Linked DNA regions of Sus scrofa: region 2 is linked to region 1. Evidence: chromatin contacts called from public HiChIP or PLAC-seq data. All regions are on one chromosome and are shown on one strand. The core of a region is the stretch at or near the end of the contact, and the rest is flanking DNA. Distances in the headings are between cores, read along the strand shown.

Region 1 (4,722 bases), core at 1,731-4,230:
ATTGCCATACAACTGCACAATCTTACCCATGCAACTGCCTTTAGCTGCTTACTTGGAGCTATTTTATGTTACTTCTGTGTGACTATTTTACAATTCAGAAAAAAATAACTGGCACACAGAAGTAATTAGTTAAGATACGTTTGGGAGAGAAAGGGAATGTAGCTTTTATCAAAATGTTTTGAAGGGCTAGATGAAGGTTTTCAAGTTTAATAGTATCCAGTGGGGCTTATTATCTGGATAAATTGCTTTTTAAAAGTTAAGAACTCTAGGAAGTTCCCATTGTGTCTCAGCAGTAACAGACCTAATTAGTATCCATGAGGCTGCTGGTTCGATCCCTGGCCTTGCTCAGTGGGTTAAGGATCCTTGTATTGCAGTGAGCTGTGGTGTAGGTCGCAGACTCAGTGGCTCTAATCCTGCAGTGCTGTGGTTGTGGTGGAGGTTGGCAGCTGCAGCTCAGATTCAACCCTAGCCTGGTAATTTCCATATATCACAGGTACAGCACTAAAAAGCAAAAAAAAAAAAAAAAAAGTTAAGAACTATAAAATATGTGGGGAAATTAATATAAAATTTTAATTCACAGGATAAATATATTTAATAAGTAGAATATCAACATTTAAAAAATTAAGTCTATAACAATATAAATTGCATAAAAGACAATTAGGAAAGATTAAAGACAGTAAATTTTTATTCCATAAGAATTAAAGTTGTTATTATTTCTGACACTTACCTGCTTCTGTTATTACAAGAAACTGTAAAAAAGAGGTTTTTTTTTTTTTTTTTTTTTTTTTAAGCTAATGATTGTGAAAGAGACTTTGGGAGCACTATGATCCAAACCACCATTTAAAAAGTGATAAAACTATGAGGTCATTACACGAATCAGATGGCCTAAGATCCCAGAGGTAAGTGGTGGTAAAGTCAAAACTAGATCTCATTACCTTTTAATCAAGTCCATTTTTTTCCATTTCACCACCTAGGCTCCACCTCAACTGTGTTTGCTTTGCAACCACTTTTGTCATCTGAATGTTACTGAAAAGAGATATAATTAACAGCAAGTTTCTTTGTTGGCTTTAAAATATCTAGACAGCTAGATTAGCTAGCTAGCTAGATAGATAGCTTGGTTATGCTTCTATAACATTCTTAGTGGCTTAAAATGCCAAAATCTATTTCTTGCTCTTGCCACATACCTAATACAAGTTGTCTAGGTAGCCCTGCACTATGTTATCTTCGGTGCTGACATGAGCGGGTCTCATCTTTGAGCTTCATAATCACAGAAGGAAGAAAAATGGGATGTGATAAACAGTGCTTTACACTTGTGTCCAGCAAAGACAGGAGACATTCTGTTTACACTTCACTGCCAAAGTCTATCACATAGCCACCCACATATCAGAAGGCAAGAAGGGAAATCTTCCCATGTGCTTATGAAGAAAGAAAAATATTTAGTAAGCAGCATTCAGGACTATATTAGATATATATAACAGCTATTCCTTTGAGCTTTGCCGGGACAATGTTCACGTCATTATACATTCACTGAATAATGAATATTCATATATCTGCAAAAATGCTACCAGAAAACAGAAGGCTAATGAAATGTGATATCTGATTATACAAACCTACTTCATGAAACATATTATGTTACTAAACAGATTTTTAAGTGGGTAACATACAAGACCAAAAAACCCCTAGTATTTAAAAACCCTATTATCACTTGAAGGTTCAATTTCTTCAGAAATACACTTGTTTATTGATTAGACAAATACTTTGCAGACAAATGCTACTTTTCCCCTCAATTCAGTTTTACCCAATTTAATAATGAAGTCAGGGCAGAAAATTTATGCTATAGTATGTCTTCTGTTTTATTGAAAACTGACCATGGTTTGAGGGGAGTACCTAGAGAAAGAATGAAATAGCCTAGGTGTAGGGAAGATCTAAACATCTGAAGGGTCATATCAAGTTGTCACTAAAATGCTAAATGTTCTTAGGGGAAAGAAAGTTCAAAGCCAAATAAATTGCTCGTTCATTGCTTAAACCGTATGTGCTATGTTAGCTGCTTTAAACGTTTACATTTTTCCAGTGCTATTCAGCTTATTCAAGGTTAATATAGGAGAACAATTGCCTGTAGAAAGAGTAATAATATTATGACAATTACCCAAAGGTCTTAAAAGCTGACTAATTGAAGCTTTGGTGGGGCAGGAAAACGTTTGCGTCAGAAACATTTAGGTTTAAATTTTAGCTTTTCCGTTTTTAGCTGGGTAGCAATTCATGTAATCTCTTCCAGCACAGTTTCCTTTTCTGTGAACTGGGGTTAGCTTTATCTCTGTCACAGGGCTGGGTTTTTTTGTTTGTTTTGTTTTTAAATTTTATTGGGGTATAGTTGATTTACAATGTTTGACTAGCTTCACCTTTACAGCAAAGTGAATCAGCTATAGATATACATATGTCCATTCTTTTCCCCCAAATAGGTTGTTATAGAACACTGAGTAGACCTCCCTGGGCTATACTGTAGGTCCTTGTTACCCATCTATTCTCTCTATAGTAGTGGGGTATATGTGCTAATCCCGCCCTCCCAGTTTATCCCTCCCCTCCATGATTTTCTCTTTGGTAACCCTGAATTTGATTTCTAAATATACGAGTTTGTTGCTGTTTTATAAATTATTTTGTATCTTTTTTTTTTATTGTATTCCACATGTAAGTGATATGTGGACTGCTGAAGGGCTCATTCATTCTTTTGTTCTTCAAAATGTTTAATAAGCCATTCAACGTGGCATGCACTTGGCTGGGCATGAGGGACACAATAAAGTGTAGAGCAACAAGAGAGAAGCTAAATCCAGAGATGATCAAAACAAGCATATTTTGATAAAGAAGTAGGGAAATCAGAGGGAGAGTTACTAAGGAGACCATTTTGGATGAGATGGTTAGAGAAGCCCTCTCTGAGAAGCTGAGGTTGGGAGGATGGAGATGAGTCAACTAAGCAAAGAGCTTGGGAGTAAGGCCAATTGGTCAGTGGCCATAGAATTGCAAGGGTAGGAAGCTGACTCAATGAGATGGGGCACTGGAGTTCCCTAGTGGCCTACCAGTTGAGGATCCAGTGTTGTCACTTCTGTGGCACAGGTTTGATTCTTCACCTGGGAACTTGCCTTAAAAAAAATGAGATAGGGCATAATAAGCCCTCACAGAACCTCCAACACTTTTGCCTCACTACTCTTTTACCCACTACCACCTACTCACACTCTCATGATCATTCTGCTTTGCACACAAAAACTTGTCAGGATGTGTGGTAACAGTTGTGGTGAGTTTTAAGGGAATAAAACCTAGTGAGTACAATAGCAACCAATAAGAGCCTTTGGGAGAATTCATTGTTAATATAATAAGTTAAGAATAGTTTCCTGAGATACTTTCAAAGAGGAGGAAAAAAATGAATACAGTTTCCTAGGAATGTGTAATCTTAGAATAGGTCATCAGTTCTAAAATACTCAAAACCAGTTTTATGTTTGGCTTTCTAGAATTTAATTAATAGGTTAGTTGTCTGTACTATATTGAAGTTTTAGCAAAATAAATGATCTAAAGATATATTCCTTTTAGCCTAAATACCATTCGAATTCAGTTACTTATCTCAGAGGATGGTAGTCAAAGTTGCTAAATTATCTAGGATGAGCTGAACAAAAATCTTGCTTATAAAAGTTTTCAACTTGACACCCCTTGAGGTGTCTGTGTATTTTTCATGTCTCATTACCTTTACTGAAAAATCAGTCTGAGGAAAACAGGCCATCCAAATAAAACAGACCATCCAAATAAAATTGTCTTTAAAATATGCAATGACAAAGCTCTACCACTAAGTTCCATCTAACACTTTGATCAAATATTCCTGTCAAGTACCAGGCAACAGTCTCCTGATTCAGCCTACATAAAATTCAAAGGTATGAAGACAAACATGTTTTCAAGACAAGAAATATCCCAAGTACTATCCTAATGTACAGGTTAGAACAGATTCAAAGTCACTCTCAAGCAGAATGTCCCATCATCTTTGATGCCAAAAGCTCTGTAAACAGTGAACAAACCTTAATTCCATGTTATGATTCCTTGAAAAAAGATCTATAGGGGCCTGAACTGGAGTATCCAGATGGCCACCATTAAATGATGACACTTTTATTAACCACAAATGATCATGATTGGATAAAATATGAAACAAACTCAAGTACTATCATACTAAGCTAATTCTTACATTTTAAAGTGTAATAAAAATCATCTTTTCTTTTACAGTTACCCAGAAAGCTATTGTTCATAGATCCTGCCTACATTCATCTTACCTAGGAGATAGAGTTGACGGCGTTAGAGCATTCTTATGTTTAAATTGTCATTACACACTTATTGTGAACATTATATATTATATATATGTATGTATATTATATATCATATGTATGCTACAAATAGGTACCTTTGCAATATATCCTATTTAGTAAAGCTCTCTAATAATCTTGTCATATCTTCTTTGCTCAACTTTTGAAAGTAAAAATTGAACATCCTTCTTTCACAATGTGAAAAGTGGTTCCAGATGTGAGGGGATAGGAAAAAGCAAGGATAAAAGATTGATTTAGGTTTTCTATCGCATCAGCCTTCCATTAATTCACTGATTAGCTGCTCAGTTTTTTTCAGCAACTCTCCTGAAATTATATTTACTTCACTTTTAAACAAATATTTCAAATTACTTAGAAACCAAGATATAGG
Region 2 (4,918 bases), core at 220-2,719, 210 kb before region 1:
AGTAGCAACTAATTGCAGGGTCAAATTCCAATAAATTTAATCTCTATGTAATTTAAAATACTACAGCCACTTTGAAAAAATATTCTGGCCCTTCTTCACAAAGTTAAACAACAGTTATCATTTGACTCAGCAGTTCCACTCCTAGTTACATAACAAAGAGAAATAAAAATGTGTCCACACAAAAATTTGTACAAGAAAGTTTACAGTAGTCATTATTCATAGTAGCCAAAAGGTGGAAACAACCCAAATGTCCATCAACTGATGAATGTATGAATAAAGTGTGGAATATACACATAATGGAATATTATTTGGCCATAAAAAAGAATTAAGTACTACAACATGAATAAACCTGGAAAGCATTATGTTAATGAAAGAAGATAGTTGCAAAAGACCAAATTTAAATTATTTTATTTATATGAAATGTCCCAAATAGGAAAATTTAAAGAGACAGAAAGTAGATTAATGGTTGTCTACGGCTGGGGGTTGAGGGTGGGAGGTGTTGGGTGTTGGTAGATAAAGGGTACAGGAGTTTCTTTTTGGCGACGAATATTTTCTAAAATTGTAGTTACTGTTGCAAAATTGTGCATATACTAAAATCATCGAACTGTACACTTTTTCCTTCCTTCCTCCCTTCCTTCCTTCTTTCCTTTCTTCTTTCTTTCTTTTTTTTCTTTCAATTTGTAGGGGCGCACCTGCAGCACATGGAAGTTCCCAGGCTAGGGGTCGAATTGGAGCTACAGCAGCTGGCTTACATCACAGCCACAAGAACTCAGGATCCAAGCCACATCTGTGACCTACACCACATCTCACGGCCACACTGGGTTCGTGACCCACTGAGCAAGCCCAGGGTTCGAACCTGCAGCTTCATGGATCCTAGTTGGATTTGTTTCTGCTGTGCTACAATGGGAACTCCGAATTGCACACTTCAGATGGGTGAATTGCATGGTATGTGGATTATATCTCAGTAATGCTATTACTAAAACAAGTCGCCATGTAACAAAATGATGATCAATCTTAAGCTGAAATTCCATCAGTGTCAAACCATATTTTATTCAACACACTTAGACAGTTTTAAAAAGTTTATCTCAAGCAGATCCTGTGTGTAATAGTATTTTGATGAGGACAAATGCTTTCCCCAAATTGCCTGTCTTAATGGTAGGGAATTTGACTAATCACCACTCCTAATCTACACTAATGGAGACTAAACTTTCACATGAAGGCCTTGTATGCCCCCTCTTTTTTTGCTGGTTTTTTTTGTTTTGTTTTTTTTCGTTACGAAAGACATGACTGTCTGGGATCTCACTTTTACAGTGTGACGCAAACAGGATTTCTTAAAGACAGGAATGTTCAATAGAAGAATGATGATTAATCAGCACAGAAGAATTTCTAATGTCCTGGTTAACTTGTGGAGTCAAGTTGTTTGCTATCTTTTCATTGTTACTATAGAGATCAGGGAGCTGTAACCTCATGTGGTTTGGACAGGAAGCTTCTTCCACTTCATCAGCAACAAAAGGACAGAGGGCAGCAGTGCTGAGTTGGGGGAAGGCCTGCACATGAGAGGCAGGAGGCTCTTTCCTGAGCCTGTCCAGGGTTTCTGGGTTATGCTGGTGACTCTCGTTTGTGTCTCTTAGGTTTACTTTCCCTGTTACAAGTTTTCAAATTAGGTCCTGGGAAAAGATGTTTCAGCTTATTGACCTGAGCTATTTTTCTGAAACTCTCTACAACAGGATTCTCACCTTCCTGTGCTGTTATTAAATTTTATTTAAAGTAAGACAACAACATGACATTTCATTATTAAGTAAGTTTAAAAAGAGAATAGGAAAAAATTGTTAATAATTCAATCTGAACTGGCTAGAGGCAAATAGCTACATTAAAAATAAATGCATTTAGGGTGTAATCTTCTAGATTGTTTATAAAAATTATGCCAGGGACTAATAGGAAAATCAGAATAATTACCTATACATCCTACTTTTATATAAAACTGTATATTTTCTCCATATGATAAACTTATGGCTGGGGGAAATGCTATCATAAGAAACTCTGTGTGTTTGTGAAGATGCTGAACATGTGTCAGACATGTGTTCATAATGTAGACTTAGAGAATTTGTAAGAATTTGCTTTCTGCAACAGGGCAAGATATGGAATTATCAACATTATCCAGTTATCTAAAGGTCTTCTGGATGACAGGCTATTCCAAAAATTTTAAAATTAAGACACTTTTAAAAATAAAATATGTAGTTTGCTAATAAACTTAATATTCATGTTGATCATTTGCAAAAAGTTATTTCAAATGATTATTTTAATGCTTTACTGGAGTTCCCTTGTGGCTCAGTGGATTAGGATCTGGCATTATCACTGCCTTGGCTGTGATTACAGCTGTGGCACAGGTTCAGTCCCTGGCCCAGGAACTTCCTCATGCCATGGGTGTGCCCAAAAATAAATAAGATGTTTTAAAAGTAAATAAATGCTTTACATTCTGGAATTTCTTGTTGGCCTAGCACTTGAGGATTCAGTGTTGTCACTGATGTGGTGGGAGCTTGCCTCCTGGCCCAGGAGCTTCTGCTTGCCTCGAGCAAGAGAATTACATCATCATACTGGAACATTCCTGGATTAGGAAACAAAAGTGGAGCGTGTGTTAAGGGTCCAGCTTAGACGATTTGGGAGTCCATTCCACCTCCACACAAAGGGAGAGGTGACCACAGGGAGTGATAAGCTGGTTCAGCAGAACTGATACTTGCTTATGGCTCACTCTGTATGAAACTGCTATTGCAGGATTCTATTCTGGCAAGTGGATTTAGTAGTATGGTAGCAAATTTTTACAGTGTCTTTAAAAATCCTACATCTGTGAGCACAGATACTAAGTAGAACTTTAATCTGATTAGGAGTTGCAGCTTCGTGTTCTATTATGCATATACTATAAATGCTAAATGGACTGAGGCAGGAGGCTAACACTGATTAGACTGATCCTGTGAAAAGTCCGACATTTCCTAGGAAGACAGGCATTTTGTATGTTAAAAACCATATTACTTCATAAGATCTGGATTAATTGTGTCAGGAAAGCCCTATTTATTTAGGTAAATTCAAAACAGTTGGAACAGTTGATTAATCCCAAGGGCTAAGTAGCATAAATAAATCAATTTATGGGCCAACTGGAAATAAGATTAGGGCAGGGACTGTGCATGCATTAAAAGTGAACTAATGTAAATTGCAATGTTTGGAAACTTGTAGCACATTTACTAAAGGTAAAATATTATTCTAATAATTGAAAAATATTATGGGTTTTAACATCATTACTAACTCTGCAGGATTTAATTTTAGGTGCTTGCCGGTAAGAATTATGATAAATACCTATTTTCACCTTATGCAGCCTTTCCTAAAGATTATGCAAATTTCCTTAAGTGATAGTAAAAGTTATTTTTTGTATCCACTTGAATACAATAAAGACAATCTTTACGAATAAACCCTAGGCCAATGTCACTAATTAGCTTTCTAATTCATTGCATATGAAGCAGGGATTTAAATCCTGCTGTCTCCTTTTCAGAACTAAAATTCTGGAAAAAAAATTTTTTTTTTGTTTGGTCCCTGGACATATCTGAAACCAGTAACTCCCCTGAACTCGAGGTAGTCCAGAATGTGACGTGACTGGATGCTGAGTACGTCACATCTGTCATATCACTGGGTCCTCCTGCAAACCTGAAAGGCAAAGAGCAACTGCAGGTGAGAGAGAGGAACCAGCCAAATTATCTACCCTGGTTTCAAGTAGGCAATTCGCCACTCTGCACGCCTCCAACTGAATGGATTTCTGCCTGCTTTAAAAATGCTCTTGGCTAGAATACTGCCTTAATGTCTCATATATATAGGAGAGGAGAGGAGCTGAGGGCAAAGGAAGATGGAGAAGAGATGCTTTGGCTTCAAGCTCTGCTTCAAGAATACTTCCTTAGGAGTTCCTGTTGTAGTTCAGCAGAAACAAATCCAACTAGGAACCATGGGGTTGCAGGTTCGATCCCTGGCCTCACTCAGTGGGTTAAGGATCCAGCGTTGCCATGAGCTGTGGTGTAGGTTGCAGACGTGGCTCAGATCTGGCATTGCTGTGGCTCTGGCATAGGCTAGCAACAACAGCTCCGATTAGATCCCTAGTCTGGGAACCTCCATATGCTGTGGGTGCAGCCCTAAAAGGACAAAAGGCAAAAAAAAAAAAAAAAAAAAAAAAAAGAGAGAGACTACTTCCCTATATTCCACCTAATTTTGTCTTTGACTTTCCTGGAATGATGGGCCTTATTCTTCATATATGATTCCTAAAAAGGTGTGATAGACAGAGCAGTGGCCTCTAAAGATATTTCTGTTTTAATTCTTAGAACTTATAAATATGTTTTCTTATATGGCAAAGGGGAGTTAAGATTGCTGGTGGAATTAAAGTTGTTAATCACCTGGTCTTATAAAAAGGAAGATTTAATTTATAACAGCAGCAAATAGAAAGTAAACACATATGGCCAACTCAGTGTTCTTCTGGGTATAGGAGGAAGGTACAACATCTGTCAACCTCGCTCCACACCTGCCACTCTCTTACAGATGGGTGATGTAGTTGGACCAAGGGAAAGTGAAGGCCATAGGAATATTCTGTGGTTTTCTGTCCCAACCCTTAGCTTTTCTGCCGTGATAGATCTACCCATCTTGCAAAACCTGAGGGCACCCATGTACCTTTTATGTGAGGGCGCTTAGGAGACCCACACCAGCATATAGCTGGATTCCTATTAGCCATGTTTACAAATAATGGGGTGGGGATATTAAAGTTAAAATTTTTCCATCCTCAAGAGTAATACTTATCAAATAAATATAAGTAACATAGTATGGCAGGTTTTTAAGCTCTGCTTGAACCAGAGTAGCATAGCTGTTGTGGACATGGGCTTTGGAGTCTGGT

The links. HiChIP or PLAC-seq counts read pairs in DNA pulled down with a chosen protein or histone mark.
Region 2: an H3K27ac HiChIP or PLAC-seq map of alveolar macrophages shows a contact between it and region 1. The contact joins two enhancer-like sites. A contact is called at or near these places in 2 of 47 Hi-C or Micro-C datasets (embryonic fibroblasts and fibroblasts) and 1 of 2 datasets of contacts at active chromatin or transcription factors (alveolar macrophages).

The regions. Positions count from the first base shown.
Region 1 is chr9:73,767,764-73,772,485 of Sscrofa11.1, reverse strand. It overlaps LOC102163120 (a long non-coding RNA gene), which reads left to right. Exons shown (of 4, transcript XR_002335818.1): 3 at 792-899. Among named protein-coding and RNA genes, the nearest start is that of BET1, 23 kb to the left of the region's middle. Within about 2 kb of position 2,980, at least 1 of the 83 cell types and tissues checked has an H3K27ac peak or open chromatin away from gene starts, as enhancers often do. A contact at or near this core is called in alveolar macrophages, where this site is marked.
Region 2 is chr9:73,974,797-73,979,714 of Sscrofa11.1, reverse strand. It overlaps LOC102163402 (a long non-coding RNA gene), which reads right to left. Exons shown (of 8, transcript XR_002335814.1): 7 at 2,474-2,605. Among named protein-coding and RNA genes, the nearest start is that of BET1, 180 kb to the right of the region's middle. Within about 2 kb of position 1,469, at least 22 of the 83 cell types and tissues checked have an H3K27ac peak or open chromatin away from gene starts, as enhancers often do. A contact at or near this core is called in alveolar macrophages, where this site is marked.